Linked DNA regions of Zea mays: regions 1 and 3 are each linked to region 2. The links are chromatin contacts, called in public Hi-C maps. All regions are on one chromosome and are shown on one strand. The core of a region is the stretch at or near the end of the contact, and the rest is flanking DNA. Distances in the headings are between cores, read along the strand shown. Region 1 has its middle 5.5 kb from the start of LOC100274509. Region 2 holds the start of LOC100274801. Region 3 holds the start of LOC606444 (4-hydroxyphenylpyruvate dioxygenase 1).

What was found. Hi-C and Micro-C count contacts between places; a contact is called where the count stands out from the background.
Region 1: a Hi-C map of ear shows a contact between it and region 2, with 4 times the contacts expected there. The contact joins the enhancer-like site here to the promoter of LOC100274801 in region 2. A contact is called at or near these places in 2 of 25 Hi-C or Micro-C datasets (ear and endosperm).
Region 3: a Hi-C map of bundle sheath shows a contact between it and region 2, with 2.8 times the contacts expected there. The contact joins the promoter of LOC606444 here to the promoter of LOC100274801 in region 2. A contact is called at or near these places in 2 of 25 Hi-C or Micro-C datasets (bundle sheath and leaf mesophyll).

The regions. Positions count from the first base shown.
Region 1 is chr5:84,198,684-84,201,383 of Zm-B73-REFERENCE-NAM-5.0, forward strand. No RefSeq gene overlaps it. Among protein-coding and RNA genes, the nearest start is that of LOC100274509, 5.5 kb to the left of the region's middle. Within about 2 kb of position 1,443, at least 14 of the 20 cell types and tissues checked have an H3K27ac peak or open chromatin away from gene starts, as enhancers often do. A contact at or near this core is called in ear, where this site is marked.
Region 2 is chr5:84,888,098-84,890,797 of Zm-B73-REFERENCE-NAM-5.0, forward strand. LOC100274801 reads left to right here and starts at 1,260. Exons shown (of 1, transcript NM_001149077.1): 1 at 1,260-2,700. The coding sequence starts at 1,392. The coding sequence ends at 2,666.
Region 3 is chr5:85,854,947-85,857,646 of Zm-B73-REFERENCE-NAM-5.0, forward strand. It overlaps LOC606444 (4-hydroxyphenylpyruvate dioxygenase 1), which reads right to left and starts at 1,422. Exons shown (of 2, transcript NM_001112312.2): 1 at 175-1,422. The coding sequence starts at 1,313. It also overlaps a transcript of LOC100280793 not described here.

The DNA.
Region 1 (2,700 bases), core at 193-2,692, 690 kb before region 2:
TCACTGAGTTTTGGCGGTGGAGGTAGACTAGGTGAAATGCTGTGGTGTTCTTGGCTAGCTTTGCAGGATGGAGCCAGTGAGCCACCGAGGTGGGAAATGTGCCTTGGGGGGATGAAGCCATCTTTGTGGAAATTCTATGACCGCCACTTTCGTGAAGTGAAAGCCATATCACCTTAGTGCCTTTTGCACTTGTGCCTTATCCTTCAGACCATGCAGAGCGTTAGAGCCACAGAGCAGAGTGAAACGATATGGATGATGTTGGTAAAGATGTCCAGTATCTTCGAGCGTTCTTGTGCGTGCGAGCCTGTATGTTCGAAGCGGTGGTATTCATGGATACCCTTCGTATTTCGAATTCGGTCAGGTGTTTTTTTGTAACTCTAGGCTGCCTAATGATGCCCAGCAGCCCAGGTACAAGGAACCGTACCTGGTGTGAAGTTGTGGATATGTTTTTTTTTGGTTTATGCAGCTTAGTGTTCGAATATGTGTGTTACAAGTGATAGTAAAATTTATGTGGTTCTGTTGGAAGCACTCGACTTAGGGGGGGGGGGGGGGGGGGGGGTGGGGGGGGAATCAACACTGTTGTTTTTTGATCCAATGTATCCATCTGTGCTGCTCCAGGTGTGGAAATGTAAGCCAGCGTGTTCTTTTTTAGAACTGCTTTAATCTCAATAGAAATGCACACCTGTTGACCTGAAGTATACCTTTTGGAGCAAGCTGTGCTCCAGTGACCACTAGAGCATTTTTACCATCTTCCAAATACTGGCACTGGAACCTGCTGGAGTATCGTGGTTTTCTTCATTATTGCCAGTTCTCTCTTTTTTTCCCCATTCACATCTGCCATTGTGCAGTCTGCAACCATTGTATAGCAGATCTGTTGGAAAAGTACCTTTACCCATCTGTTTTTTTTCTGGATTTATACTGCCAACTTGTAAACCACAGGAAGAATAAGAGGATGCGCACAGCATGTTTTAAAAAAATAGAGTTGATATGCTGCTTCAGGAAAAGAAAAGAAAAAAAGATCGCTTATGGTTGGCGAGGAGAAGGTATATTATCCTACTTTGTGTAAATTAGTGGTGGGGCTAGCAACTGGGATTGACCTTTTGCAGACTGCAGTGGAGGTGCACGATTTTGTTATTGGACGAGCGAGCCCTTGTAGACCTAGACTAGATCCACAGCTCACTGCAAACTTCGTTAAGGTATATGTGTTATTCAATCTTGAAGGATATGCTGCATATGGTAAGGGCGGAGACGGAGACGACTCTTGTTCGCGAAACTCCCATTGGGTCTTCCGAAGTAATGTATGCTAACTTTTTTTTTTTTTGCCACCACCAATGCATTCGTAATCTCTCTTAAAATCTCCTTGTGTCCTTTCTGGTAGTACATGCTTTTCCCTGGTCCTTCCGTTCCACTGTACTGCTACTGTAACAGTGTCTGTGTGGCCAAGCAGACTTTTTCCCTGGGGTGGGGGTCTGGACTCTGGAGTACTAGCGGGGTAGGGTAGGGGTGGTGTTCTATGGTCAGAATTAAGGCCGCATTTATTATTTCTGTTCTTCATTTTCAGTCCTTGGACTGTGTGCAGTCCTATGTCTAATAATTATGTTGGCCTGTTCACTGCGGCTGAATTAAAACTGTTCGGACTATTGTAGCTGAAATCTTTAGAGATTAAAACCGCAGATTAAAACAAAAGCCGGCAGATTAAAACCGCAGTGAACATGCTCGTGATTCCTGATTTAACAAATAGTCCTACCCTACACATCCACAAACGTTGCTTTAGTTTTAAATATGCTCTGACATTTCTATATATTAAAGCAGGAGGAATTGCCGCTTCCACGTGCGTCCACGTCGGTAAAAAAATTATTGGCCGTCCGATCGTTCACCAATGGTGACAACGTCCACCAGCCGGCTCGTGTAGTCTCCATCGGCCTGACGTCTAGCCAAACGCCACGAATATTCCAGAGAAATCGCATTGCCGGCGACCTCTGCATCCTCTGTCTTCTCCTCAGCACACCGGATGCTGTCGCAGTCCACGACGCTGTCCGCGCCCCCTAGCCCCCAGGGCCTGCTGTCCCTGTCGGCATCCTCGTTCGCTCCGCCCGCATGGGTAGACGACCTCCTTGCACTCACGCTCGCCGAGGGGCAGGGGCACTCGCCGGCTCCGGCGAGGGCTATGCCATCGCCGCCCACCTCGACACTGCGCGTCGCGCTCCTCGACACCTGCAACGCCATCGCCGCGCGCCTCCACCGCCTTCACAGGCGCAACCTCCTCGCGCGACCATCTCATTCGCCGGTAGGAATCACAAGTCTGTAACCAAACTTATGTGTGCGAGCGCGCCTCGTCGTCTTCATCATTCATCTCTTCTGTCCAATACGTGCTCAGACTAGGAACCAGGCTAGACATTCTTCTCACCATTCATGCTCCAGCTAGAAAATAGGTTCACATTCTTCCCCTCTTTCTTATTCGTACTCAACTCACTTAATACTGAGCATATTAGGCTGATCCCAACAATTCCCCCTCTCCATATTAGGCCTTATCTAATTTTCTAATTTAAAGGGCCCCTTTTCGTCACAAATGTTGTCTCACAACGTGCTCAACCACAGAATCACATTTACTGTCTGACTGCCACATAATTTATATTTCTTATGCTGAGAACGTATAACTGATGCACAAAAAAATACATATGGATTATATATACATATACC
Region 2 (2,700 bases), core at 10-2,509:
ACCGGATCCGCCCTGCCCGAAAGGGGTAACGCTACGCCCAGCGACTTCTCTTTTTGGGGCGCAAGAGTGCAGTGCAGACTGCAGAGCCTGAGCCGTACTGGTGGCGTGGGGGCAGAGCTGGTGGTGCTAGTGGCGCGTCACGTGAGAGGTGGGCTCCCAACTGACTGCGCTTTGCCCGGCCCCCATCGAGTCTTGTCTTCTCTTCTTAAATTAACGAGCGACTTTGCATTGCAGCAACTTCAAGCTCAAGACCTCCCCCGAATGATGGCCTAGCGTCTCGCCGTGACGGGCGGGCGGGCGGTCAGCCACTCGGTCACACCACGGCGCCGGCGCGCGGCGGAGGACCGCCGCCCCGTCACGTCGGCGCTGTACTTGCCGGTGTGGGGGTGCCACTGCCGCGGGGACTCGTCCGTCCGTCGGTCCCGGGCAAACGACGGCATTCAGTCACGGATCACACCTCGCATCGCGGTGTGGCTCGTGTCGGCACTGTTATGGGTCGGCATGCGTCGTGGCGATCGGAGCCCAACCCGCTGCTGGCTGCTGGCTGCTGCCTGTTGCGGGCCAACCAACCGTCCCAGAGAGGTGACGGCCGACGAGACTTGTTGGAGCGGGACGCCTGTCTGCCCACCAGTGAGCGCCCACGCCGCATCCGCATGGACGGGACGGGAACGGGAGAACAAAAAATCTCCGGTCATGCCCATTGCTTGCCCAGCCAGTTATTACAGCGAAATGTTCCCGTTATCCGCAGCGTGCGGATTCAAAAGCGGATTCGGGCACGAAAGGTGTCGCGGGAGGTGCGCGCATACGGCGGCTTGTGTGCGGTGATAGTCCTCAGCATTGGGGGCACTGCTGGTCTGGTCACTGCACACTGATCCTGCTTTGTCGTGGCACGCGTAAAGCTGGCAAACGTTACAACTGCAGTCTCATCGTGAACCGGCGGCAATTGTTAACAAGCACAGGGCAGCATTTGGCCGCAGGGCTAGTGGTGTAGAGAGAATAATACTAGTAGTACTGTATAGGGAGGTTGCCTGCGAGACGCGCGCCACGCCAAAAATCTACTACTACTGTAGAGGAGGTTGAGTACCATTGCCCACCACCTACCCCTCTGTCAAAAATATTAACCACGGATTACCACCCCACTCCCTCAACCGCGAGACGGCCACGTGGCCGTCTGCCACTGGCTGGCTGGGTAGACCGGGCCCGCGCGTCAGCAAATTTACCATGCCCGGCTATATAAACGCGCTGCCCTTTACCGGGCTATACCGCACGCACCTGTCCCTGTCGCCTCCTTACGTTTCATCGCCTCGCGAACCCACCCACCCAAACAGCCAAGTACAGTGCGCTGTCTGCAATAAGCATCCGCCCTTGGATGCGCCTCGCCGCAGCCGGCCATGGCCTCCGCCGTCGCTAGCAACGTGCACGCGGGACCCGCCGCCGCGGCCATGTCGTTCGGCTGGCTCGGCCCGGGCCTGCCGTTCGGCGCCCGGGACGCCGCTGCGGAGGCGGAGGAGCCCGCCGCGGCGGCCAAGGCGGAGCCGGCGGCGATCTGCAAGGACTTAATCGACTTCGAGTTCAGCCTCGGCGGGTCCGCCACCATGCTCCCCGCGGACGAGCTCTTCGCGGACGGGAAGCTGCTCCCGCTCCGCCCGCAGGCTACCGCAGGGAAGGCGGAGGCCGAGCGGGAGCGGGAGAGAGTGCTGCGGCGGGACACCGCGCTTGTGGCGGAGGCCACGCCGGGCCCTGTCCGGGCGCTGCACCCCGCCGCGGCCGAGGCGGCGCTGGACCCGTACGTGTTCTCTCCCAAGGCGCCCACGTGCTCCAGCCGCTGGCGGGAGCTGCTCCGGCTGAGGAAGGTCCAGACGCCGCACAAGCCGACCCCGTCCCCGTCGCCGTCCGCGTCCGCGTCGCCCGCGGTGACCCCGTCGAGGGCGTCCAGCTCCTCGGCGGCCAGGTCGCTGAAGCTGCTCCTCCTCCAGCGGAACGGCGGCCGCGCGTCGGACCTCCCCGCCGCGCCGCTCCTGCGCGACAGCTCCGACTCCGAGACGTCGCTGTCCCTCGCGTCCTCCCGCTTCTCGCTCTCGTCGTCGTCGTCCTCGTCCGGCCACGACCACGACGACTTCCCGCGCCACTCCCTCGACTCCGTCGACCTCACCCCACGCCCCCGCATCCGCCTCGTCCGCTCCCACCACCACCAGCCGCCGCAGCCGCAGCCGCAGCCACACCCGCCCGCCGCCGCCTCCGCTCCAGTGCGCGCAGCCCACAGCCCCGCCCGCCGCCGCCAGTCTCAGTCTCCGTCGCCCCCGCCGCCGCCGAGCGTGGTCTCCGTGGACTCCCCCCGCATGAACGCGTCAGGCAAGATCGTGTTCCAGGGCCTGGAGCGCAGCTCCAGCTCCCCCGCCGGCAGCGCGCACTCGTCCATGCGGTCCCGGTCGCGGTCCCGCGTCATGGACCGGTCCTACTCGGCCGGCGTCCGCGCCACGCCCGTCGTGCTCAACGTCCCGGTGTGCTCGCGCCCGGTGTTCGGGTTCTTCAAGGAGAAGAAAGAGGCCGCGGCCAGGGACGCCGCCTCGGCGCGGGCGCGGTCGGCGCTGGGCCGGAAGACGGCTGCGCGCACCGCCCCGCCAGCCGGCGTAGCGAGCGCCAGAGATCTTGGCAGTGGTAACTGACATCCGTCATTTTGGTGGACCAAGCGGTCTAGTA
Region 3 (2,700 bases), core at 172-2,671, 970 kb after region 2:
TCATGCATGGAGGCACAAAAAGAGGGTTTGATACCTTCGTACTGTATATATATTCTATATATGCCTGCAATCCTGAACTAGCTGAATACCTTATCCTGGAATTGTTCCTTTGCAATTCTAGATGCATCATGCACACTTGTAAAACAAAAAAGGTGAAAAAGATAACGATTTTACCTGTCCCCCACTGGCTTGGTGAAGATTTGGAGCAGCACGCCCTGGTCATCCCTGTCCACCAGCACCCCTAGCTCCTGGCACTCCTTAATCTGTGCTTCCGTGAGCACGTCCCCGGCGCGCCGCCTCACGCCGTCATAGTAGTCGGATGTGGGAGGCGCCATGAACTCGAAGCCGCCCATGGCCGAGCGCGCCTGCATCTCCCTCAGCGTCCTGAGCACGTCGTCGCTGGCCAGCGCCATGTGCTGCACGCCGGGGCCGCCGTGGTGGTCCAGGAACGTTTGTATCTGGCTGCGGCGCTTGGTGCCGTGCACCGGCTCGTTGAGCGGGAGCAGCACGTTCTCCGAGTTGTTGGCGAGCACCATGGAGTTGAGGCCGCTCTCCGCGGTGCCCACGTCCTCCGTCGTGAACTCGGCGAACTCGTGGAACCCCGTGAAGCCGGCGAAGTAGGCGGCGGCGGGCGCCAGCTCCGGCACGTTGCCGACGATGTGGTCGAACCTGCTCAGCCCGTAGTCGGCCGCCCCGGGGCTGGCCACGCCCTCGAACCCCGGCAGGAAGGGCTCGCCCGCGGCGCCGTCCGGGTAGCTCACGTACCGGAGCACGACGTCGCCGTAGAGCTCGACCTCGGCGAGGCGGAAGCCGCGGCCGAGGTCGACGGGGCCGAACGCCGGGCGCGCCCCGGCCGCGACGCTGGCGCGGAAGGCGTCCTCGGCGTCGGCGACGCGGAGCGCGACGGCGCGCACCGCGAGGCCGTGGTCGGCTGCGAAGCGCCGCGCGGCGGCGGCGGAGAAGGAGGGCAGCGCGGCGGTGGCAGCGTCGGCGCCGTGCGCGTAGGGCGCCGTGAAGAGGAAGGAGAGGGAGCCGGAGCGGAGCAGCAGGGACGCGTGCGCGGAGTTGCCCGTGGAGAGGTCGGAGCGTGCGGCGAGCGGCGCGCCCAGGCCGAAGGAGAAGCGGCCCGCGGCGGAGGCCGCGTCGGCGCACCAGAGCTCCACGTGGTGGAACGCGAGCGTGTGGAAGCGGTCGGAGCGCGGGTTGAAGCGGACGAAGTTGCGGTGGCCCACGAGGCGGAACGCCGCCTGCTCCGCTGCTGATGCCGCCGCCACGGCGGCGCCGGCTGCGGCGGCTGTGGGGGTCGGGGGCATTATCGTGCTTTGGTTTTCTCTTTCTCTTTCTCTCGGAGGGCGTGGCGTCGTGGACTCGTGGTGGCCTCTGTAGCTTGCAGAGCTGCAGTTTGCGGCTCGGGTGACTGCACTTGTTGGTGGGTGGCCCTGGGGATGGGGGACGACTGGTAAATAAAGGGAAGTGATGGGGGCCACGTGGACGGACGATTCTGTGGTTGCGGTTGCGGATGTGATTTGTCTTGTACTGCCAATTGCCAACGCAGAAGGCTCTCACAACTAGTGTGTGATGCTAGAACAAGGTACTCACATCCTCATTAGTCATGCCAAACAAGTTTAAGCCTATTTGGAGCACAAAGTTTAGCTATGAATTGCAATTCTACATGAATTAAGATTTAAGAACGCATGTAAATTTATTACCTATACCTAGCCTTTCAATGAGAATTTGAATAGAGAGATAAGAGTCATATAAAAGATACAAAGAGGTAAATATATTACATCTTGTCATTTTTCCTCCAAAACTTGCATGGAGGAAAGGTCGAAAGGAATCCATAGAAATTGATGGGACTGAATCCTTTGTTCTAAAGGCTTATGAAGGGAATTTTCTTGTAGGCAATGATAAATCCTTCGTATTTCCTCTATTACAAAGAGACCCTTACAATACAAAAGGACTCCCGGAGAGGTTCATACTGTTCTTGAATCATACTAAACGAGTTTGCTTTTCCCAACACATGTTATGCGCTTATGTTTTTCGAAAACAACATGTGTGTGCGTGTGTGTGTGTTGCACGATCTGTGTTCCAAGTAAGTATCAAGTAACCACGAGTGGGATCTTGTGGCTTAATTCTAGCTTGCATCCTACACTTGTTTTAACAAGAACCAGGTGGTAAAGCTTACATCTGCAGCAAGAGAAAAAGCTTGCGGCTTTGTCGTACCATCATGTCATCATCCAACCGAAACACAGTGATCATATGAACAAGGGAACACTCATCATTCCAAACTCACGAGTCACAGTACTGTTACCTGTATTGTATGGTCCACACGAGCAAGCAAGTACGATTGAGAGAAGAAGAAGAAAAAAAACACGCCATCAATTAAAAGACTCCAAAGCGTGTGCAACAACACATAGCGACGGGACGTGCCATCCCTGACACCACGAGGGGGTGTCCTTTGAGTGACACTGACACATGTGGTATCACTGTCTTACAGTGGCTCAGTACATCACGTCGCTGCGTTCTACTACCTCCTTTTCTCCTCGGCACGGTGACCCAGCACTCATTATGGAGTGGTTTGATGGCAATTGTTTGGTTCCCTGTACTAGATTTTAGACTCTGCGTGCAGACGAAGACCTCCGAGGGCAGGCTCCACGCCTCCACCCATACGCAAGACATCGAGCGTTTACTCGCATAAAG